3 separate regions of the Sus scrofa genome follow, and all the other regions are linked to region 1. A link is a contact called in public Hi-C and promoter capture Hi-C data. All regions are on one chromosome and are shown on one strand. Each heading gives the region's core, a stretch centred on a gene start, on an enhancer-like site or on the middle of the called end of the contact. The rest is flanking DNA. Distances are from core to core; before and after follow the strand shown.

What was found. Promoter capture Hi-C pulls out the DNA fragments that hold promoters and counts their contacts. A called contact is a pair of places that touch in the nucleus more often than the background predicts.
Region 2: a promoter capture Hi-C map of liver shows a contact between it and region 1, with 9 times the contacts expected there. The contact joins the enhancer-like site here to the promoter of SETD9 in region 1. A contact is called at or near these places in 3 of 5 promoter capture datasets (fetal skeletal muscle and liver), 19 of 47 Hi-C or Micro-C datasets (alveolar macrophages, blood, embryonic fibroblasts and 12 more) and 2 of 2 datasets of contacts at active chromatin or transcription factors (alveolar macrophages and skeletal muscle).
Region 3: a contact with region 1 is called in a Hi-C map of liver, with 2.0 times the contacts expected there. The contact joins the enhancer-like site here to the promoter of SETD9 in region 1. A contact is called at or near these places in 3 of 5 promoter capture datasets (fetal liver, fetal skeletal muscle and liver), 22 of 47 Hi-C or Micro-C datasets (alveolar macrophages, blood, brain and 13 more) and 1 of 2 datasets of contacts at active chromatin or transcription factors (alveolar macrophages).

The regions. Positions count from the first base shown.
Region 1 is chr16:35,976,447-35,981,007 of Sscrofa11.1, forward strand. It overlaps SETD9 (SET domain-containing protein 9), which reads left to right and starts at 2,514. Exons shown (of 6, transcript XM_003133974.4): 1 at 2,514-3,920. The coding sequence starts at 3,823.
Region 2 is chr16:36,258,599-36,262,795 of Sscrofa11.1, forward strand. All of the region lies in intron 3 of GPBP1 (vasculin), which reads left to right. Among named protein-coding and RNA genes, the nearest start is that of GPBP1, 43 kb to the left of the region's middle. Within about 2 kb of position 1,868, at least 5 of the 83 cell types and tissues checked have an H3K27ac peak or open chromatin away from gene starts, as enhancers often do. A contact at or near this core is called in alveolar macrophages and liver, where this site is marked.
Region 3 is chr16:36,295,662-36,299,824 of Sscrofa11.1, forward strand. GPBP1 (vasculin) reads left to right here. Exons shown (of 13, transcript XM_005672465.3): 13 at 1,187-2,342. The coding sequence ends at 1,345. Among named protein-coding and RNA genes, the nearest start is that of GPBP1, 81 kb to the left of the region's middle. Within about 2 kb of position 1,835, at least 3 of the 83 cell types and tissues checked have an H3K27ac peak or open chromatin away from gene starts, as enhancers often do. A contact at or near this core is called in alveolar macrophages, fetal liver and liver, where this site is marked.

The DNA.
Region 1 (4,561 bases), core at 1,264-3,763:
AATTCTGATTTTTCTATAGGAACATACACATACATAGATATAAAACTAGCAGAAAACATATCAGCCCAAAAACCTCTTGAGGAGAAGGGGTAAGGACCAGGATTGCTGAAAGCACAGGTCATAGGGTATGGTTAAAGACGTTTTAGCCTTATCTACCATGTTTCTATTTGTTATAAGGAAAATATTGTTTTCATGAATTAGATAATTGAAACGTAATTTTAAAACCATAAATTTACATTTGACATATTATTGTAAGTCCTAGTCAGAGCAATTAGGCAGCAAGAAAAAGAAAAGAACATCCAAATTAGAAAGAAAGAAGTAGAAACGTCACTATTTGCAGATGACAAGATATTAGAGAAAATCCTAGAGACTCTACCAAAAAGCTGCTAAACTAATAAACATATTTAGTAAATTTCTGAGGTACAATTTCAACACACAAAAATCTATTGCATTTCCATACACTAACAAAGAACTATCAGAAAGAGAAGTCCAATTGTGGCTTAGTAGGTTAAGCCTTAGCAGCTTAAGACTCAACCTTGTCTCTGTGAGGATGAGGATTCAATGCCTGGCCTGCTCAGTGGGTTATTGCTGCAAGCTGTGGCATAGGTTGCAAATGAGGCTCATACCCAGTATTGCTGTGGCTGTGGCAGAGGCCACGGCTGCAGCTCCAATTCAACGCAGCCTGTGAACTTCCATGTGCCACAGGTGCAGCCATAAAAAGATAAAGACCTGAAAATGAAATTAAGAAAACAATCACATTTACAACTGCATCAAAAATAATAAAATTGACAGAGTAAATTTAACCAAGGAGGAGAAAGACTTAAAACTCTAAGTATGCTGAAAACTATAAGATATATTAATGAAATAAATTAGACACAAATAAACTGAAAGCTATTTCATGCTCATGGATTCAAAGAATTCATATTGTTAAATTGTCCATATCACCTAAAGCAATCTACAGATTCAGTGCAATCCCTATCAGAATCCCAAGGGCATTTTTCACAGAAATAGAACAAGCAATCATAAAATGTGTATGGAACCTCAAAAGATCCCAAATAGCCAAAGCAATATTGAGAAAGAATAGCAAAGCAGGAGACAAATTATCCCTGATATCAAACTATATTACAAAGCTACAGTAATCAAAACAAAATGGCATTGGCTTAAAAACAGACACACAGATCAATGGAACAGAACAGAGAGCCCAGAAATAAACCCATGCACATATGGCCAATAAATTTACAACAAAGGAGAGAAGAATACACAATGGGGAAGGCACAGTCTCTTCAATAAGTGACGTAGGGAAGATTGTACTGCCACATGCAAAAGAATGAAATTGGACCACTATCTTTCAGCATACACAAAAATTATCTCAAAATGGATTAAAGACTTTAATGTATGACCTGAAACCATAAAACTCCTAGAAGAAAACACAGGCAGTTAAGCTCCTTAACATCATTCTTGCCTTTGAATTTTCAGACCTGACACCAAAAGAAAAGCCAACAAAAGCAAAAATAAATTAGCTGACATCAAACTAAAGAGCTTCTGCACTGCAAAGGAAACCATCAACAAAATGAAAAGGCAATTACTGAATGGGAGAAAAGATAAGCAAATTATAAATCTGATAAGGGATTAATGTCCAAAATACATAAAGAACCTACACAAATCAATAGCAAAAAAAAAAAAAAAATTGCATTGTGGCAAAGCAGAAACAAATCTGACTAGTATCTATGAGGATGCGGGTTTGATCCCTGGGCTCATTCAGTGGGTTAAGGATCCAGTGTTCCTGTGACCTGTGGTGCAGGTCGCAGATGTGGCTGGGATCCCACGTGACTGTGGCTGTGGCATGGGTAGCAGCTATAGCTCCCATTGGACCCCTAGCCTGAGAACCTCCATATGCTATGGATGTGGCCCTAAAAAGCAAAAAAAAAAAAAAAAAAAAAAAAATTCAATTTTTAAAAAGAACAGATCTGAATAGACATTTTCCAGTGAAGACATCCAAACAGCCAACAGGTGCATGCAAAGATGTTCAATATTACTAATCATCATGGAAATACAAATTAAAACCGCAATGAGATATCATCTCACACCTGTCATAAAGCCTATTATCAAAAAGTCAATAAATAACAAGTGATAGGGACGATGTGGAGAAAAGGGAACCTTTGTGCACTGTTGGTGGGAATGTAAATTGGTGAAATCATTATGGAAAATAGTATGGAGATTCCTCAAAAATTAAAAATAGAACTACAATGTGGCCCAGCAATTCCAATTCTGGGTATGTATCCAAAGGAAACCAAATCAATCTCAAAAAGACATCTGCACCCTCATGTTCCTTACAGCATTACTTACAATAGTCAAGACATGGAAACAACTCAAGTGACCACCAACAGGTGAATATATAAAGATGTGGTACCCGTGTACACACACACAGCCATTAAAAATGAAATCTTGTTGTTTGCAACAAGGATGGACCCTGAAGGCATTATTAAGTGAAATAAATCAGAGGCAAACAAATAGCGCATTATCTCACTTAGATGTGGAATCAAAGGAAAAAAAACAGAAGTAGAACAAAAAAAGAAAGAAAACTCACAGAAACAAAGAAGAGATTAATGGTTGGGGGAGGATGAAAGGGGTGAAAGTCAAAAGGTACAAATTTCTTTTATAAAATAGTCATGGGAATGTAATGTACAGCATGGTGACTTCAGTTAATAATACTCTATTGCACGTTTGAAAGTCATTGAGAGTACATCTTAAAACTTCTCATGACAAGAAAAAAATACTCTAGGTACGGTGACAGACACTAACTAGACTTGTGATTATTTTGCAATATATACAAATATGACATTATGTTACACACTTGAAGCTAATATGTTATATGTCAATTATACCTCAAAAGGTAAATAAATAAGCAAATAAGTAAGATCTGGGCAGACTGGTCCTTTATATTGGATATACATTATAGATGATTAAACCATATGATAAAAATTAAAGATTAAAAAAAAAAGCACTGGAAATACACACAAAACTGCTTTTTTATTTTTGAAGATAAGCATAATACTACAGGTAAGGAGTCAAATGCTTATTTTTGATTCCTTATAAGTTTGGAGATCTTAATGTTACTCTATGAATGCCATTCGTTCACACCCAGGAGGTGAATTGCTCCCATTTAGCAAATCAGGTAAATCTGGAGGATGCCAATCTAGCAAACACGGCACCTGACTGCAGAGCCTCTAGAGTTTGCAAACTTGCCTCTATCTAGAGTGAAACTCGGAGATATATTTTCTCTTTTTATTACTTTTTGAAATAGATTAGTCCTAAGGCTACTTGAACTTGCCTAAATAGTCACTAGATCTGACTTGTTCAATTTAGACTTTAGGCTAGGATCTACGCTCACTCTTAAAAAACAGGAAAGCAGATTTCCAGCCTGAGGAAAACGCATCAACACATTTATGTCCCAATAAACACCTGCTGATGTGAAGATGGTTGAGTTATTCTGGCAGTTTATCTCCACTGGAAATAAGCGTTGTCTAAACTTCTAAAAGTGCGCGTGACTGTAAATACACACGAACGAATGGAGAAATTAAAAGGGAACAAGGGGCTCTCCCACGGCTCTACGCACCTGTTTCAGCAAGCTGGGTCAGTAACGCGGAGGCACCGAGACACAGGCGACAGGAGCCAGAGGTACCCGGGCCACCGAGCCTGGGACTGAGGGCGGAGACCGGGAAGGGGCGGGACGGGGCGGCCTCCGCTCCTCCTCGGAGCGGGGAGGGCCCGAGACCGCGACTCACTCCCCTGCAGTCCCCATCACGCCGCCACGGGACAACCATGCCGGGCCGCCTGTTGCGGGACCTCCAGCAGCGATGGCGCCGTTATAAGTATCGATTCGTACCCTGGATCGCGCTAAACTTAAGCCACAACCCGAGGTGAGAAGGCTGGGCGGCCGGACCAGAAGCCTTTTTCTTCTGCCCAGGGACGCCATTGTGGCCGCTGAAACTTAAAAGAGAGGGCCCGAGGTGGGCGGAGCCTCAAGCAGGCGGAGCCTAAGACGGTCCAGAGGCCCTGAGGCGGGAGGGACCTGAGTGGGCGGGGTCCGAGGAAGGCAGGGCCAGAGGTGGATGAGGCAGAGGGGCCTGGGGTCCTGAAAAGGGCTTGGGGCTTTGGGTGGGCGGGGCCTGAGGCCTATTTCCCGTCGTCCTCTGCGCTGTGCTGTCAGCTAGGTCTTGTTGCCCGCGGGTGGTGGCTTTTTTCGCTGTCCTCAAGGGCTGGGGTACCAGTGTTTGGGCAAAAAATAGAAACTTTAAAAAAGAAAAGTTGTAGGGCGTGAGGGTGTGTGGCCTTTTCTCTGCCAAGGTATAGTTGGGGGCTTGAAATTACAGGCAAACTGTAATTTTATTTTCACAACTCCGTAGTTTATATGGTGAAAGTAGCCCAGCTGTGTGAGCTAAAAGAATCGCTAAAAGCACGCCGTAGTTTTGGGTTTAGAATACGGATTCAGCGCCTGAAGAAGAGGATCTAGCTGAGTGGGTGGCCGTAGAATCACTATTATTGCCAGCTTTAGCAAGTG
Region 2 (4,197 bases), core at 618-3,117, 280 kb after region 1:
TACTTTTGTGTAGATAATATGTTAAAAAAGATCAGAGGTTTTTGAAGTCTTATAGCTGGAAGATTTCTTTTTCAAATAAAAAGACTGAATAGCATACATCCGGCATGTGGAAGTTCCTGGGCCAGGGATCAAACCCTAGCCCACAGCAGTGACATGCCTAATCCTTAATTGGTAGGCTATCAGGAAACTCCTAAAAATGTTCATTTTACATACCCGGAACACAGTATAGTTTGTGTAAGATTTGGTAGGCACTGAAAATGTCATCCACTTATAAGATGTGCTAAGAGGGACCTTGGGATTGATTAGAATCAATCTATCTGGCTTAATAGCTCTCTTCCACTTTGTTTTTTTTTTTTTCATAGTGCAAAGAAATCAAGAGGGGGTCTTGATCAATCTGCTTGCCTGTTAATCCAGCTCTACCATGCTAAGGCATTCATCTAAAACCTTTTAAGGGTACAGGCATTTCTTATAAACCAGTGTGTTAAAACAGCTTTTAGGGGAACAATTTTATAATTTGGAACGTTGTTCCCCAGCAAGGATTTACAGTAAATCTGGCCAATATGATATTAAAAAGCTGTATTGGAGTGACAAAATTTTCAACAAAGGAATTTGAATATTTGAAAATGGCTCTTAATGACCATGTGAGCTGACTTTATTTTGTACAGATGAATTCTCTGGAAGATTAATTGACTTGCCTGTTCATGTAATTTGTGTGATGCTAGAGTAGAATCTAGGATGCATATTATCTTCTGTATTCTTTCCATAGGACTCATTTTGGAATTTTATAAAATGATTAAACATTTCATTTCATAGACTAAAATGTGATCATATGCCGACTCCTACTGAGAAGCAGCTGAGATTGCTTCTTAGTTACAGGCTCTGTTTGTCCCCTTTCCTCTTAAGTTTAGGTCTCTGGAATTTGTTACTTTGTTGTTTGTCCTCCTTCCTCTGCTCCCCCAGCTGCTCTCATCTATGCTTTTCCTAGGTTCATTTTTTTCCCAGGCCTACTTCAGACTCTGGATTCATATGAATTTCCTGCTACTCAGTTTTCTAATTTTCATTATTCATTTTTTCTGAAGTGAATTTAAGACTTTTTAATTTGTTTATCTTTGGCTGCATCTGCTGGCATGTGGAAGTTCACCGGCCAGGGATAGAACCCAGGCCACAACAGTGACCAGAGCCAGGTCCTTAACCTGCTGAGCCACAGAGGAACTCCTACACTTGTTTTTATTTTTAAGCTTATCAGTGAAAATTATCAGCACCTGGAAAGTTAGCTACCACATTAAAAGTTTAAGAATAATTCTTGTCTTCATCCAGATGTTAATCTGAGGTTAAGATTGACTGCTAGTATGTATGGTGAAATCCCTACTGTTTTCTAGAACCAAACACTTGATAAAGGCCCTCATGAATGAAGATGATGATATTGAGACTTGGGGATTGCCTGTTATTTATCAATTAGTCTAAGTTACCTCCAGAAAACAGTGTGAGTTTGAACTCTTAACTAGCAGTATTTGAAACTGTCTCCTTAGACCTTACCCAAAGTGGTTTTGACAAACACACACACCTTTAGTAATGACTTATACTGTCTGTCTTATCTTTTCATCCCTTAAAATTGCTATTCATAGATTCTCATTTATAATGAACCTCTTGTTTCCTGCCAAGCCCTTTTAATCTTACCTGGAGTAAATGGGACAGACATTAATTACTATTTGTTCTCTGTTTCAATTTAGTGTCTTTTATTTGTTGTTTGAAGAGATAATATGAAGACTTGCATTAAGGGTAACAATGTTTTCAGCACTGAATCTGGATCGTTTTCTGAGGAGTGCAGAATTTTAGCCCCATCATGTGGTGAAATTTTAAACTGCATGTGGTTGTTCATGTCTTGTGAAATAGGGCATGTCTTGTGAAATAGGGCATTGGCTTTTGAACTGTTGATTGGGGCCCAGGAGGAGGTAAATTTTACATAATGTTTTTATATGGACATAGATATAACTAAAATAGTACTCCTATACTTGCAGTCTTCCTTCTCTTCTGTTCATTTTTATTACAATAAAAAATGCAAATTGTTACTGATTTCATCATCCTTCATAATGAGTCCTGACCTACAGTTTGAAAAGCAACATTGGGAGTTCCCATTGTGGCTCAGTGGGTTAAGAACCTGACTAGTATTCATAAGAATGTGGGTTTGATCCTTGGTCTCACTCAGTGGGTTAAGGATTTGGTGTTGCTTTGAGCTGCGGTGTAGGTTGCAGATGCAGCTCGGATCCTGCATTGTTGTGGCTGTGTTGTAGGCAGGCAGCTGTGGCTCCAATTTGACCCCTAGTCTACCCCTAGTCTGAGAACTTCCATGTGCCTCAGGAGCTACCCTAAAAGAAAAAAAAAAAGTAACATCGTAATTACTCCTTCAATAATGTAAGCAGTGTGGGTTTACATTGAAAATGTGTGCTTATTGGAAATTTCAACCCAACTAGTATCTATGAGGATGCAGGTTCGATCCCTGCCCTCACTCAGTGGGTTAAGGATCTGGTGTTTGCCGTGAGCTTGTGTGTGTTGAAGACGTGGCTCGGACCCTACGTGGCTATGGCTGTGGTATAGGCCAGCACTTCAGCTCCGATTCAGCCCCCAGCCCAGTAACTTCCATATGCTGTCGGTGGGGCCCTAAAAAGCAAAGCAAAGAAAGAGAAAGAAAAATGTGTGCTTATTAAACTTCAGGCTAAGAGAGCATCAGAAAATTCAGAGTTCATTGAAACGTCTTATTTACTGTGTAGTTTTTGTTAACTACTGATTCAGATACTCCAGGAATCAGAAAATTGTAAAACTTTTTTTTGTTTGTTTGTTTGTTTTGGCCATGCCAATGGCATGTGGAAGTTCCTGGGCCCAGGGATTGACCCTCAGCTGCTGCAGCGACAATGCCAGATCATTAACCTGCTGCACCATGAGAGAATTCTAGAAAACTTTCTGGTGTTTTTTTTTTTTTTTTTTTTTTTTTTTGCTTTTTAGGGCTGTACCCACAGCATATGGAGGTTCCAGGCTAGGAGTCCAATCAGAGCTGTAGCCTCCAGCCTACACCCCAGCCACTGCAATGCCAGATCTGAGCGTCATCTTCGATCTATACCACAGCTCAAGGCAACGCTGGATCCTTAACCCACTGAGCAATGCCAGGGATCGAACCCTCAACCTCATGCTTCCTAGTCAGATTCATTTCTGCTGTGCCACAAAACTGTTTTTTTTTTTTTTTTTTTTTTATAAAGAATCCAGAAGAAGATTTAAAATATAATAACTAAAGTTTCTTGAGTCATTGCTACATACCAATCACCGTGTAAAAACCCTTTATAAGAAGGCTAACGAAAATCATAAGAGGTGAAATACTGTGTCGTCCCTGCCCCCCCCCCCCCCCCCATTTATAGATGAGGGAAATGAGGTTGAGAGAGATGAGTAACCTGCCCTAAAGTGCTGGAGTTAGGATAGGAATCCATGTGTGCCGGACTTAAAAATTCACCAGTTTAACAGTTTAATAACTTTTCTTTTCTTGATTTTTAAGTAGACTAATTTTCAGAAGTGAAACACAAGGATTTTTTTGCATACACTGGAATATATTTTTATCTTTCTGTAGTTAGTACATGGGTATCTAACTCTTCAGTGGCTACATACAGTTGATCCTTGAGCAACATGGGTTTGAACTGTTTATACCCACTTATGTGGAATTTTTTTAATAAATATATACTGTAGTACTATGTGATCTGTGGATATGGAGGACCAACTGTGAAGTTATACATGGATTTTTTGATTGTGCAAAGGGTTGGTACCCTTAACCCCCTACACTGTTCAGCTGTCAGCTGTGACCTTTTATTGAGTGAATCTACATGGATTGTTTAATTAGTTACCTATTGACGTACTAAGCTGCAGGAATGCCCGGCAACTGTTCAGTATATTTGTAGGGTAAAGTCCAAGCAACAGAATCAATAGTTTAGAAGGTTTGTACGTTTTGCTTGATAGGGCCTAATTGCTCTCCAAAAAGATTGTTCCATTTTATAATCCTATCAGGCTTTTTCACTGGTAACACTAGATATTTTCACACTTTGTGTGTGTGTGTGTGTGTGTGTGTGTCTGTCTTTTAGGGCCGCGTCTGTGGCATGTGGAGGTTCCCAGGCCAGGGGTCGAATTGGAGATGTAGCTGCCACAGCCACAGCAATGCAG
Region 3 (4,163 bases), core at 585-3,084, 320 kb after region 1:
GATGGTGGGGAGATCATTTTTTCAAAGTGAAGGGAGGTAGCCTAAATTTTAGTATTGAGGTAGAATAGAAAATCTGCTATGGAAAATGGAGAGTTAAATAGGGAGGGGAAAAAGAAAAAATTGAGAGCTAAGACCTTGGACCTGTTATTTGTAGTTATTAAGGTCTGTAATAAAATTAACTATCCTGTAAGTGGCTCTTTGGTTTGGATCTTGTCCTAATCTTCATGATTTAAAAAAATCCTCTAGACTATGAAATGTATAGATAGTTCCAAATATTAATTTATATAGCTGGATTTGGTCTTATAGAAATTTATATGTAGAGATTTTGATAAAAATTATCAGCGTCTCAAACGTTTTTCATGGAAGAAATTCAAAAGGCTAGAGTTAGAGTGCATATTTTTATGATTTAGTATCTTTTAAATTGTTTCTTATTTGGGCTAAACCTCTCCCTCATGTGCTCTTTGGACTTATTCTTAACTTATTACATGCTTGCCTTAATAACCCTTCAGTTCTGATTTCTCCTTTTCAGAAATAGATTTATTATTATTTTTTGATTTCTTAATCTCTGTGGTTAAGCAAAGGCCTCTATTTGATTTTGTTACTTTGTATATACCTTACTTGAATACTGCTTACTGGAATACTTTGTATTTTAGGTATTCTGCAAAGTATGAATAAATTGGATTGTGAGATATGGTAATGGCCCACTTAGGTCAGAATAATTAAAAATAACACCATAGCTTAATGGTTGCTGATTATATTGTAGGCAGCATCTAAAGAATTTTATTAACAGTTTTCATTAAATAAATGAAAATTTAGAAAGGTTAATTCCTTAACAAGTGACAGAGTTAGAATTCATACTTAGTCTGTCTGCATCCCAAATCTGTGCTCTCTTCACTAGACTAGTACTATACAGTAATTTTTCTTTTTTAATAGTGGTTTCATAGATGGTAAATGCAGTTCTTCCAAAGGTGATGGCATATTCTTAGGAAATACTTGTTAGATTGGTGGGATCAATTACCTGTATCTAACTAGTTTTTCAAATGTGATACCATAACCTATGGAGTTTTTGGGTAGGATGAAATTACCCTTATTGTATTCATGGTTACATTTAATAGAGCATTCTTAATTTGTAAGTAACACTTGGAGGATAGTTTACTTATTCAATTTATTTTTGTTGACATTTTAGTTACAGAAGAATGGTCTGAGGAAAAATGGTATTTTGAAAAATGGCCTGATCTGTGACTTCAAGTTTGGACCCTGGAAAAACAGCACTTTCAAACCCACTATTGAGAATGATGACACAGAGACAAGTAGCAGTGACACATCAGATGACGACGATGTGTGAAGGATTTCCTAACAGCTTTAGAAATTTTAGTGTGATACATCTCTCATACAGTTTGGGGTGAATTGTAAAAATGAAGAACTATAATTTATGTAGTAAATACCCCATTAGAAGATGATTTTTTGGGGGGACTTCAATATGAAGAAAACCAAGAATGTTGTGTTGGGCTGTGTTGAACATTATTTCTTTGTAAATGAATGTTGTAGAAATGAGGACTTTGGTTGATCCAACATTGACTTTCTTCATCACTGCAGCATTTCTCTGACTAGCAATGTGACGATGTAACAAATGAGATTTTCTCATTTAATAATAAAAAATTGTGTAATGTTTTGCAAAGCTTCTGTCTTAAAATGTCCAGGTCTTAAGAAAAAAGAGGCAGCTTACACTGTTTTGCTTGCAGAGTCATATCTTTTTCGTACAATGGAAATCCTCAAGTCCACTTTGTGTGCCCCTTTCCCTTCCCCCTTCCAAAAAAGGACAATGTAGCATGTTGGCTAAAACTGGAGCAAAGTGCACTAAAACATTAATTTCCTGAACTCAACTGTTGTACTAGTCACCTTTTAAAACGTAAATTGCTCTTTAGCCATTTGTAGTTCAGTAAATGTTACCAGGAAAGATTTGCCACACTTTCTTCCAAATTTTAAGAGGTGATTTTCAAGAGCTCTATTTGGTTATGTTGTCAGACCAGGATTTTCAGAGTTGATGGAAAAGAGTCTTGTGGGAAAACTTATTTTGATAAATTATTACACATGCAGAAAAACTGATCACACTGACTGGATCTGTCCACAACATGGAAAATAAAACTGGATTTTCAGAATATTGTCGTTCTCTGTAGTGTTCAAGGTATTGGTCTCTAAACACAATGTACTTTATTCATTTATTAAAACAAAGTTATACTTTATTAAAGATGGTGATTACCTTTTGAGTTTAGAAAAAGAAAGCTATGGAAAATAGCCTTTTATTATCAACTGCTTAACGAGTTTATTAAACAATCGAATGTTAAAACAACCACTTTATTTTTCATTTGCACATAATTTTGAATCATTTCTGTTTGCTGCTGACTAGAAGAATAATTTTACTCTGTGTTTTGTATTTTGATATTTTTGGTTTTGTGTACTCTCGTTTGCTTTTGGCTCCCCCCCCATCCCACTCCCATAATATATTCTGATTGTAAAGAGCATAATCTTAAAGCAAAAATGTTTTAGATTTTGTGTCACATTGAGGTAATCCTCAAGATTTTAAAATCATGTTTTCCTCAGAAGGCTGCATATTTTTGCTGTTTCTATCTCAGTAATTCTGCTCAGTCTCTGCAGCCTTCACTAAAAGCAAGTTTCTTTTTTTGTTCACATGTGAGAATTGTGATTGGGGAATTTATAAACAAAAGACAACTTCACCCCTATGAAATTTAGGATGAGTTAGAGTGGTAACAAAGTATTAAATATATCTTAAAGTTATCTTTTAAAATGGGCTTTAATTATGGTGCAAATCAGTTCAGTCACTTACAAGTAAAATATAGCATTAGCCACAAGAGAACCCTGAAAATAACGTTTCATGAAATTCTATATAACATGTTGAATGTCTTTGGGACTCTTAGACTGCACTATCTGGTTAATAGATTAATAAAATATATCCAGGTGCAAATTTGTATTTACTAACACAATTTAGAAGGGACCTGAGAACTGGTTTATGTTTGAAGTCTATTGTGTTTTCTAAATAGCTTTTAGAAAGATTGTGTGTTTTGTTTGTTTGTTTGTTTGTTTTTACTCTCTGGCATCTTCTGTTTCCTATTCAGACACTTTATTTTTTTGCCTTATATCCCATTTACCAGCAGTTAATACTTGTTTATGATGTTTTCATACATCACGATATAGAGTGTGTTTACAGTATGTATTTAGCATGGTAAGGTACAATGATATATGGTTATTCTATGACATATTCTATATGTTAAATGACAGCATTAACTGGTTTGGCACCTGAGTGGATGGAGCCATACCAGATACATTTTGATGAAATGGTTAAAGCGTAACATAATTTTAACTCGCCATCTAAATATGGGCAGTTGGTAGAGTGTGTATTGTATTGTTTGAAAGGGAGCCTACAAGTCTTAGAAAAACATTTAATTGTACGGCTAATGTGAAATTGACAAACCCAGGGCATGGAGACCTGAAAAAAAAATCGCTTTTGACTGCTTCGAACTCAATTTGTCTGCAGCAGGTTCTTTTTTACAGACACTTTGTTGTATAAATTGGCATAAACTACATATTTAAATCATAGAATTTAATAATCTTCGTTTTGTGAAACCATTGAGGTTTTGTGAAACCAATCGAGGTAGTAAGCATCTGCGTCACCATGAAGTTTTTTGGTGTTCCCTCCTTTGTAGTCATTTTCTTTTAGTACTAATCCCCCTCTTCCCAGCCTTTTTAAAAAATGACATGTAATGAGCAAAAATTCTAATGGTAATGGGTTTAAAATAGCATTTCAAAAACTGTATCTTGTTTTATATTAAGGATTAGAATAATTTATTTACATAAATATATTTTGAAGTTGAAATAAATATAGAAGTGTTAAAAGCAATCAGATTGATTTGATAACCTCAGATTTACATTAATTAAAATTCAGTATTTTGAAGGGCCTGGTATCGAAACATACTTTTTTTCCATTAATGTTTATATATATGGTTGTTAAAATATGATTATATAAAAATATTATAAACTTATTTAGGAATATGTCAAATAGCTTGTTGAACCTCCCCAAACAGTTAACCTTAACCTGACATCAGATTCTACGTGGAGGATCCATAATCTCCTACTCAAAAACTTTA